Linked DNA regions of Mus musculus: regions 1 and 2 are each linked to region 3. A link is a contact called in public ChIA-PET data. All regions are on one chromosome and are shown on one strand. Each heading gives the region's core, a stretch centred on a gene start, on an enhancer-like site or on the middle of the called end of the contact. The rest is flanking DNA. Distances are from core to core; before and after follow the strand shown. Region 1 overlaps Selp (selectin, platelet). Region 2 holds the start of Sell (selectin, lymphocyte). Region 3 holds the start of Xcl1 (chemokine (C motif) ligand 1).

What was found. ChIA-PET counts read pairs in DNA pulled down with a chosen protein or histone mark.
Region 1: a contact with region 3 is called in an RNA polymerase II ChIA-PET map of memory CD8 T cells, with 10 read pairs. The contact joins the enhancer-like site here to the promoter of Xcl1 in region 3. A contact is called at or near these places in 4 of 39 promoter capture datasets (embryonic stem cells, liver, pre-B cells and 1 more) and 1 of 115 datasets of contacts at active chromatin or transcription factors (memory CD8 T cells).
Region 2: an RNA polymerase II ChIA-PET map of memory CD8 T cells shows a contact between it and region 3, with 10 read pairs. The contact joins the promoter of Sell here to the promoter of Xcl1 in region 3. A contact is called at or near these places in 2 of 39 promoter capture datasets (the 3T3-L1 cell line and pre-B cells) and 1 of 115 datasets of contacts at active chromatin or transcription factors (memory CD8 T cells).

What each region holds. Positions count from the first base shown.
Region 1 is chr1:164,134,256-164,137,680 of GRCm38.p6, forward strand. Selp (selectin, platelet) reads left to right here. Exons shown (of 16, transcript NM_011347.2): 9 at 2,849-3,034. Among named protein-coding and RNA genes, the nearest start is that of F5, 16 kb to the right of the region's middle. Within about 2 kb of position 1,261, at least 142 of the 459 cell types and tissues checked have an H3K27ac peak or open chromatin away from gene starts, as enhancers often do. A contact at or near this core is called in memory CD8 T cells, where this site is marked.
Region 2 is chr1:164,060,787-164,064,348 of GRCm38.p6, forward strand. It overlaps Sell (selectin, lymphocyte), which reads left to right and starts at 1,290. Exons shown (of 9, transcript NM_011346.2): 1 at 1,290-1,405; 2 at 2,267-2,348. The coding sequence starts at 1,403. Gm51665 (a long non-coding RNA gene) reads right to left here and starts at 2,206. Exons shown (of 2, transcript XR_003948100.1): 1 at 2,144-2,206.
Region 3 is chr1:164,934,102-164,937,316 of GRCm38.p6, forward strand. Xcl1 (chemokine (C motif) ligand 1) reads right to left here and starts at 1,421. Exons shown (of 3, transcript NM_008510.2): 1 at 1,329-1,421. The coding sequence starts at 1,389.

The sequences.
Region 1 (3,425 bases), core at 11-2,510, 800 kb before region 3:
ATTTAGCAATGATAACAATGTGGTGACCTTTGCGGTGTCTTTATCAGAATCTACATCAGGACTGGCAGGCTCCTATCACAGTGGTACTCACTAAGCACGGGGTCCAGAAAGAGGACGGGAAAGAAAACTTAACTCTGAGTGTTGGCTCCAAGACTGATCTGACACTTTCTTGGTAGGGGTCATGGCATGTCCGGGAGGAATGAGAAAGGCAGAATTACAGAATCTAGAAGTAAGCATTCTCTGTTTAACACTGGAGAAACATAGTTAGGCTATAGTGTGGAGCACTGGGGAGAATCCGTGCCATGAACTGGAGATTAAAGCATTCTCGGAAGAAAGCAAAGCATAGCCTCATTAGGACAATTTATATCTATCTGTGTTAGACTCGGTGTTAAGAAGCCAGCATGTCCTGTGAGCACCATAACATCCTGTGTGAAGCAGAGCTGTTCTAGTCACCTGACTTTATAGTGTGTGATTTTCATATTTTCCCATTTCTTTCTCTTTCAATGTACCCAAAACTTTAGCCAAATTTATGACAAACACTTTTAACAAAACAAGATTTATATTTGTAAAATCTACAGATATATAGGAAAATAGAGACATTAAAATAGTCTCGTAAATATCAACCATCCAAAGGAAATATTTCTAAGTGCTTCTGATATGCTCTCATGCAATTTTTGTAATAGTATTTTATTGTGTATATTTGATTTTAACAATATACTTAATATGTGCAATGTGAAATATTTCTGTATCACTTAACTTAGTATGGGCTTTCAAATATATGAGTAAAAGCAAGCACGTTTTTCATGAAAAAGAAACCACTTGCTATTCAGGTCCCACAAGTGTTCTCACACACACACACACACACACACACACACACACACACACCATTATAAAGCAAACAATTCATGTATGAATAACTAATTAATTAATTAACAGCATAATACGATATCCTTCGTTCAAGGCATCAGAACCTAAGTCAAGTTCTGGAGTTGGGGTTGGGATTGAGGAACTGGGTCTGGATAGAACAGAGTGAGGCTCTGGGCTTGTCCCTTGCTCTTATCCTCACGACACTGAAGTCTATACAGCTTTGAGGAAGAGCTCCAAAATCCTCAGCAGGATTATCAGGAGGATCAGACCCTTCCAGGAAAGCTACTCATTGCTCCACAGTCCTGCCTGTGGGTGTTCACTGCCAGGGCCTGCCACTCACCACAGCTTCCTGTGACCTTCCAGTTCCCTTCTGCTTTTAGCCCTTTGTTTACTCTGAGGGAACTTTCTCCTCTTCTTACTGGGTGTGCATCAAGTGAAATACCCACATGCGGTTGAGGCAGGAAGGTACCACGAGGCCTGAAATCCACAAGCTATTGTGACACTTCCGAGGGAGAGAGCGTTATCAGATCATTTTCCTTGTCACCGTCCCCACAGCCCTCTACACTCATCCTTGCAAAGTCACTGGAGAGCTGGAAATGACTCTGCCATGACTTCACCAAAGCAAGGACCCACACCCTTTTCCCCTCTGCATTTCTGGCTTACAGCCTTCTCTCTCTCTCTCTCTCTCTCTCTCTCTCTCTCTCTCTCTCTCTCTCTCTGTCTCTCTCTCTACACACACACACACACACACACACACACTGAACACAGGAAGACTTTGCAAGTGGCAGACTGTATCTCAGTCTCTGTATAAGTTGATTAGAGTGAGAGGTGTACTGCCAGGGACGGTATGGAATGAAGGGACAAGAAAGGTGCAGACAGTACCTGGAAACAACAAGGACTGCTGCCCCATTTCCTCTGATTTAAAGCCATATACTGCATAACCAAGACAAGGAGCAGAAGTCCCCGAGACCGTGTTTACACTTAGCCCTTCCCTTCCGAGTGTCAGCATGATTCATCTGGGCTTCATTGCGTCAAGTGACATACCCACATGTGGTTAAGGCAGGAAGGTACCACGAGCTCCCTCGAGAGAGGTCCACCTTGACAGCTACTGACATTGGCACCGAGAATCTGTTCGCTCTCGATCTGACTAAGTCGTTAAGATATCAAGATTCAGAGAGGTTAAGTGGCTTGTCCAAAGTCATAAAGTGTCAGTCCCAATCCAAGCCAGTCTCCAAGCACCTCAGACTTGTGTTTATATATGCTGCCAAATAACTGGGAGACCTGATTTCATTATCTTGGCGGGTCATTTATGCCTGGTCCTGCAGGTTGAGACTTCTGGGAAGTGGTGAAAATTGTCATTTACAGACAACCAATGAAATATGTATCCACTTTATTCCCTTTTACATTTAATCTTTGAGTGTGGCCTAAGTGTGACTTGCTATATAAATAAAAAGTACTGTGAGGCAAGAGTCACAGATTTTCATTGAAAATAAAGCATCCACGGCTGCAAAGGGGTCACCGTGCATAGTATAAGCTAAGACGTAGACCCAGATTCTCTCACCACTGGCTGGGAAAGAGAAAGAAATCACCCCCACTTTCACCTCTAAGTTCTTGGCATTGTTTGCTGGAAACATCATCCGGTTTGTTTCTCAAGAAGACATCAAGGGGGCGACTTTCCCTGAGGTCTAGGGCATTCAACGTGAAGCATGCCACTATCTCTCTAAAGGGTGCCAAGTCCCTTTTACAATCACTTCTGAAACCCTGAGTGGGTGAGATCTCAGAATGACAGTCAGTGGTAAGCCATAGCTGTCACCCACCTCCCTGCTCCCTGATGCCTTAAAGATAAAAAGCCAGAAAATGACCACCTTTAGCTAAATGTAGAGAAAGACAGAGAGCAGTCACACAGGGGCCGGGAGTGGGGGGGGTTTGAAAATGCCAAGCTCTAACATAAGCCCCTCTCCCTCTGTCCTCCTCACTACAGCTGTGTCCTGTGCCCCTATGCTCAGTCCTGAGAATGGATCCATGACCTGCGTTCAGCCTCTTGGGAATTCCACCTACAAATCCACATGCCAGTTCATGTGCGATGAAGGATTTTATCTATCTGGACCGGAAAGACTGGATTGTTCTCCATCTGGACACTGGACAGGCACCCCTCCCACGTGTGAAGGTAGGCACGTGGGTCTGTCCTTCCTTGTGACTTCTCAGATACCACCAGAGAGGGAAGAAATACCTTCATATCTCATATGTAAACAACAGGTGTGAGGATCTAGACCAAAAATCTCTTTCTTGCCGAATAACCTTTTTTAAAATTGAGTAAAGCACTTCACACTCAACAACGCCTTTGCGTCATCATAGCACATGAGATCAGTGTTCTAGAATAACCAGGGAAGTCAGAATTATCCCCATACTACAGATGAAGAAGAAACAAAGGCTCTGGGGTGACATGGTCCAAGGGCATCACCATTCACAAGTGATGAGACCCAGCTATGTATTGAAGCACTTAACTTGCTTCTAAGCATTCTTGCTCATTTCTACCATACTCTCCACCCATCTATTTC
Region 2 (3,562 bases), core at 40-2,539, 870 kb before region 3:
TTTTGTTTTAGGTTTTTTTTTCCCCCCGAGACAAGGTTTCTCTGTATAGCTCTGGTTATCCTGTAGACCAGGCTGGCCTCGAACTCAGAAATCTGCCTGCCTCTGCCTCCCAAGTGCTGGGATTAAAGGCGTGCGCCACCACTGCTCAGCTTTTTTTTTTTTTTGGTTTGTTTTTGTTTTTTGTTTTTGTTTTTCGAGACAGAGTTTCTCTGTAGCCCTGGCTGTCCTGGAACTCACTCTGTAGACCAGGCTGGCCTTGAACTCAGAAATCTGCCTGCCTCTGTCTCCCAAATGCTGGGATTAAAGGCGTGCGCCACCACTGCCCCATTTTAGACTTTCAAAGGTAATTAAGATGACCTGTTAAGTTCTAGTGTTGTTATTGTTGCTACTACATTATATTTGTGTGTGTGTGTCTGTGTGTATGTTGACACATACATGCCATTTTTTGTCATTATTACTAACTTTCTTACAGTTTAAATACTATTATGTCAGTGACTTCCTCCAGATTGCTTTTGAATGGCTGAATTCAAACTTTATATGCTGTCTTACCCTCTTCACACTTTCTACTCAAGGTATTTCTAGGTCCCCCAACCTCTCTAAGTTAGAGCCCTGGGATTTTATTTAGGATTTTGCTTTCAGAAGAGCCATTAACAAGGACTTCCACTAGGGGGTGAACGAGGAAAGAGGAAGGAGAGGAACTAAGTTGGGTCAAGTCTTCCAGAAAGCTCCCGAAGTTCAAGAGCAAGTGAACTAGCTCTGAAATAAGTTTTTAATCTATGGTACGACCAGGGTCCCCTACCCCATGGTCGGGAGTTTATAAACAAAACAAGGAACACAAAGGAAAGTGGGGTGGGAAGGGAGAAGAATGGAAGGGAAGGGAGGAGAAAAAAGGGGAGGGGAAGGGAAGGTAGAGGAGGGGAAGGGTAGGGAAGGGAAGGGACGGGAAGGAGGCATAGGTAACCAGAAAGGACTAAGAGGATGTGGGGAAGAATCCAGTTGCCATTGCTTCTTTTTTTTTTTTCTATTTTTTTTTTTTAATTTGGGGGATTATAATATAATTACAATATCTCTCCCTTTCCTTTCCTCCTTCCAAACTGGGGATATCCTGAGCAGGGGGCATAGCTTCTGGTCCACTACTGTGTTCTTGGGGCAAATGATTGAGCCCAGATTAGGAAAGGGGTGGGGAGAGAGAGATAGAGAGAGAGAGAGAGAGAAGAGAAAGAGGAAGAATTGGGGGCGGAGGATGTGAGGCTGGGCTGGAGAAATGAAAGAAAGCAAACCCCACTGGTGACATTGGCACATTCTTCCTGAGCGCAGCACGCCCTCCTTGTGCAAGAACTCTGAGCCCCAGGTGCAGGAGGCTGAGGCCTGCAGAGAGACTTGCAGAGAGACCCAGCAAGCCATGGTGAGCATCCCAGCCTATAAGAGATCTCTAGATATTCAAAATTTTCCTTGGGGTTGAAGAGGCAGGTGGCAAGGGGGCAAGAAGCTATCATTTCTGCGTTTAAGAAATATAGAAACCAACAAACAAGAACAAGAACAACAACAACAACAAAACCCCTACGCATGCTGTCTCAAGAAAATGACTCTAGACTCTTTCTTGCTGATTTTCTCCCTTGGTGTTTGCTTTGATGGAATGCTGGAAGGGGCACAGATAAGATTAGACCTTTGCGGTGACACAGAGTGACTCCCTGAGGAGTGATATACATCCAAAACTACAGTTTTAAGATGTGCAGAAAGCCTATGGCTTTGTTGTTTGAGTTATTAAAAATATATTGCTTCTTACTTGAAAAAAGCAATGCTTGCCTTTCCTGGCTTCTGGCTACATCATTCTTTCATATATTTGAGGTATGGCTCCTTCATGACCCAGCGTGAAAGGCAAATGTGAGTGTCACTGGTTCATTAGACCCCAAGAGCATTAAAAACAAGAGCATTAAAAAAATTAAGATTCTGTTTGATTTAAAGCTCAGTCGAAAAGTAGGTACAAAGAATACCGAAATATCGGAAAGCATAACATTAATCATGATCAACAACCTGGGACTGAAACCTGGAAGGAAAATGAAATAAAGTAGTGTACCAGTGTGTAATGAAGTAGATGCCATAATTTTCAGCCATGACACCCACCCCCCCCCAAATAGTTTACCTTGGATACGGTTGATAGTGGGCTGATGGGCTTTATCTGTGAATTGAAGAAGTGCCAGGGCACTGCCTCATGGTGCTATAAGTTTGCAGTTCAGAGTTTAAATATTTTGCACTTCATTTACAGGTGTTTCCATGGAGATGTGAGGGTACTTACTGGGGCTCGAGGAACATCCTGAAGCTGTGGGTCTGGACACTGCTCTGTTGTGGTATGTCCTTTGTTTTTGGCTAAGCCTTAGGCAGTGATTGTTCTTTTCTTAAATATTCATTGAAAGTACATAGTTGCAGGGAATACAATCAGGTAGATGGCTATTAATTCTTTTTTTTGTTGCTTTTTTGTTTTATTTTTTTTTTTGTTTTTGTATTTTTTATTTTTGGCTATTAATTCTTTTAAGGACTCTCATTCTTTCTCTGACCTTCAGAACTTTTCTGAGTCCCCCTAATACCAGCTTAGCATTGACATTCTCTAGTGATGTGCCCAAATCCTGATATCTACACAATAGTCCTCTGTTAGGAAGGAGTACAGTTAATTGACAAACCTCTAATAAGGCACGTTATGCTTATTCTACATTTCATTTTCTATTAATAGTTTGCTGTGCCCAAAATGAACTTCCACAGTCCAGAGCGTGGGCTGCCTGAGGGCTGGGGTTTTGTTTTTATTTTAGGGGCTTTTGTGTCTTTCTTTTGATGTTACATGTTTTATGCTTAAGCCTTAGAGACTCTTCATCAATAAATTTGAACCATTGTCTGAGCTAACTTATGTTAGCTCTCCTTCTTCTCTCACCTGGACTTTCAGCTCAGAACAAGTGAACACACCCTCTCTTTGTTTTTATAAATTTTTCTTTGCTTTTGAGAGTTTCATACATGCACAGTAAAGTATGATCATAATGATATGCCATTTCCCCCTTCAACAACACCATATACCCCCCAACACCCCTCCCAACTTCCTGTCTGTCTGTCTTTATTCCTTTTGTTTTTGATAACCTACTAAATCCAGTTAGCACTGCTCATAGGTGTACGGGTGTGGACCATCGACTGGTGCATGAAAAACCTAGCTGTGACCACACCTTCAAAAAGAATGATTCTCCCTCCCCCAGAAACTATTAACTGACAATAGCCCTTCAGTAAGGGGTGGGGCCTGAAGATCCTCTACCCCATCCACACTTGATCCTCCTCTAGGTTTTATGCAGCTGCAGAAAATCACAACTGCTACGAGTTCAAAACTGCATTAACCATGTCATGTCCAGAAGACAGTACTCCCATATTCCCCAACACTACTTCCCAGGCTTTGTGTCTCTTCTGCAATGAGCCTTGGTAGATGAGGGGTTAATATGAGCGTTCCATTTAGGGCTGAGTCTCTAATTCTCAGCATTTAACAGCTATGCATCTCTCCACTGGCTGCTATCTACTTCAAAAAGCAATT
Region 3 (3,215 bases), core at 171-2,670:
GCCAACCTGAACATTCTTTACCCAGCCAATATCCTATGCTGAACTACTCTGGACTCAATAGAAAAAGGAATTCTGGTCTCTTTCAGCTTTCCATCACTATTAAGAACGGTATTTCTACGTGTCAAGTGCACGTGGCTACCCAAGGCTGGCAGAGCCCTATTGTCTTCTATACCTAGAAACTTGCTGTTTCTCAGCAATGTTAGGTGGTCTATTAAAACATTTGCAGAATTAAGTCAAAGCAAAAATTACTTTTGTCCCATTTGGCATACACTAAAAACCACCAAAGCTTTCCAAACCTCCTTTGAGTAGAAAATTTGCAAAACTGAGAGCAAGACCACCTTTCCTCCAGCTCTCACAGACCACCTCCAGGCCTGCCCTATCCTGAGTCCAGCCGGACAGGACACCTGTCAACTCAAAATGCCATTCCTTTAGCAGCATGTAACCTAACAGAATATCCTTGAAGGTTTTTTTCTTTGTCAATATTCCTGCTTTCACCCAATGTCAAGGATTTCCAGCCTGTTTCCTTTACTCCCTTTATGCCCATGTAGAATCTCTGATAAAATTATAATATTATAGTCTAAGTGTGCAGAACAGAATACAAATAGATCTGTAAGTCAACTCCAGCCAGTAGGAAAAGGTGACCTTTTAGGAAACATCAGCCGAACAATGAGCTCAGTGCTTTTGCATCTTACCTGGGAATATCTTCCAGGCTCATTTGTCACTGTGAATTATCTGTTACTCTCAGTATCAAAGGCTGTCTTACAAACTCAAGAACTCTATCATAAGTTATAATATTCTCAACAATATTGGCAGACTCCTCCATTTAGTTGAGAATAATATTGGTTCTCTTGATATGAAGTTATGAACTTCTGGTCACCTTTTTCTTGTCTTTTGCAAGTAGAAAGCATTGATTTGCTTCTGAACATATGCCTTTGAGCACATTCCCCACTGTGAAGAAACTCTAAGAGTCTGATAATTTATCAAATCAATTTTAAGTAAACAAAAGCAAGACTCATTTGCAAGCATTGCCAGAATTAATAAAAATATCATTCTAAGGATATTTAATGTGCTTAAGTAATCATCAGTAAAAAAAAATCAGATTATTCCATTTTAATTTCAGCTCACAGTGTTGAGATATATAGACAGAATATTCAACTTTAAATAAATAAACATGAGTCCAAACTATCTGAGTTGAAATTAGCACTTCCCATTCTGTATATGAAGTTTGAGGCTTACCTGGAGAAAGCAGTTATTCTAATCAAAACCCAAGTCAAACCTAGCATATGAGCCCACCTCTTCTTTATCCCATTAATATCTGCTCAGCTTACCTTCCACAACCCATGGGGTGAGGCAGCAGACTCCCAGGAAAGTCAGGAGGAGAAGTCTCATGGCTGAGGTCTTGCTGGGCTGTGCAAGAAGAATGTGGAGCAGACTCCCCAGGAGCCCCTTTTATTACCCTCAATGGTCAGCACACTTCCTGGGTTGCGAGGGGCTTTCGGGGTGGGTGTGGAATCACGGAAAGTCTTTGCAATGATGATGATATTTTCTGTCTCTCTCTCTCTTTTTTTTTTTTAAATTTAAACACAAGTTCCTTTGCCTTGTTCACACCAACATGAGACCTTGTGGCCTTTTCTTCTCCCTGTGTGGTTAATGTGTCATTGAAACTAAATGTGAGCATGAGATGAAGTGTAGTTGTCTTTTTTTTTTTTTATACAGTTGTGAAGCTAAGGTCGGATCTTCCATCCTGAAGCCAGTCCGTGTCATGGCTCAGTGTGATAACTGGGCAAAGGAAATGAGGTGGTGTGGTCACGGTGGTCCATCCCACCTGCTGCCTGGGACTGAAGGCGTCGACAACCACAAATCAGCCCCCCGTGGCCCTGCCTGACTCCACAGGAAAGCAAAGAGCTTGCTGCTGTTCTGGCTTCTCCTTCTTCATCTCCTTCTTCCTTAGCTTTGCTCAGGTTGCACCCATTTCTTCAACAGGAGGAGGAGCAACAGCATATCTCTATGCATGCTTGCTGGTTGGGGGAAACAGACATACACTGGTCTGGTTAAGCTTATTGCTGTTCTACAATCTTATCTTAGAAAGAAAAAAAAGACTTCTATCCCCAGCACCCGCATCTGTGCCCTTCACAGTCACTTATCAGCCCTGCTCCAGGGGATCTGATAGCCTCCTCTGATCTCCATGAGCACCTGACTACAGGTGCAGGTAGACTCACATACATACAAGTAAGTAAATAGAATAAAAGCTCCAGAAGTCTCCCTTCTAAGGGTGTTCGTGTACACAATCATGATCATGACAATTGCTGTTTCAGCAAACTAAAAAGTTAAATAGCTGCTCCTGTTTCTTCTGTCTTTGCTCTTGTACTTTGAGCAAGCTTTCATGCATTAAATAGCCTCCTCTGCTACTACAACACAGATACAGCTCTAAGGCTATTTTTTTCAATAGTATAATCTGGCCTGATTCCATTAATAATTTGGAAGATGGATAGTGGGAGAAAGCATACTGCTGTACTTGTAGCTCTTGCTACCTTTATATAATCTTCCCAAAATATAGTTTTCATTTGCAATGTCTCCAACAGAGATTAAGTATATCGATTATACCAACCTTTCTGATATTCCATTTTAGTTTTGTTTCTTAGTTTATATAGTTGTCAATAAAATATGCTTACTGATACTCTGTATTCTATAAGATTTTTCATTAATATTAGAGATATAAAATAAATTTATATTTCCATGAGGATCATAAATTAATCTCTAAGAAGTTTTTGATTAATGCCAGTCAAGCCAAGCAGACTTCATCTGCACTCTCAGAATGTATTTTAAGCTCTTTCTACAACTGTACCACTTAAACCCTGAACACATTTGCTATTCAAATGGCTGTTCCTGCCTCATATGGACTAATGAGTGTGCTGTTATGCTGTCCCGATTCTAAAATACAAATATGGCATCTTAGACTCGCTCGAGAAAGTCTTGGGCACTGTTAATAGGAATGCTGGTTAGTATAACCCTTATAGAGAACTGTATGGAGCCCTCAGAAAACTTAAAACTACTTAGCCGAGTGGTGTGGCAAACACCTTTAATTCTAGCATCTGGAGGCAGGTTGATCTCTGAGTATGAGTTCAGCTTGGTCTACAGAGAGAGTTCTAGGACAGCCAGGGCTACAGAAAGAAATCCTGTCTCACAAAAATAAATAAATAAATAAATAAATAAAT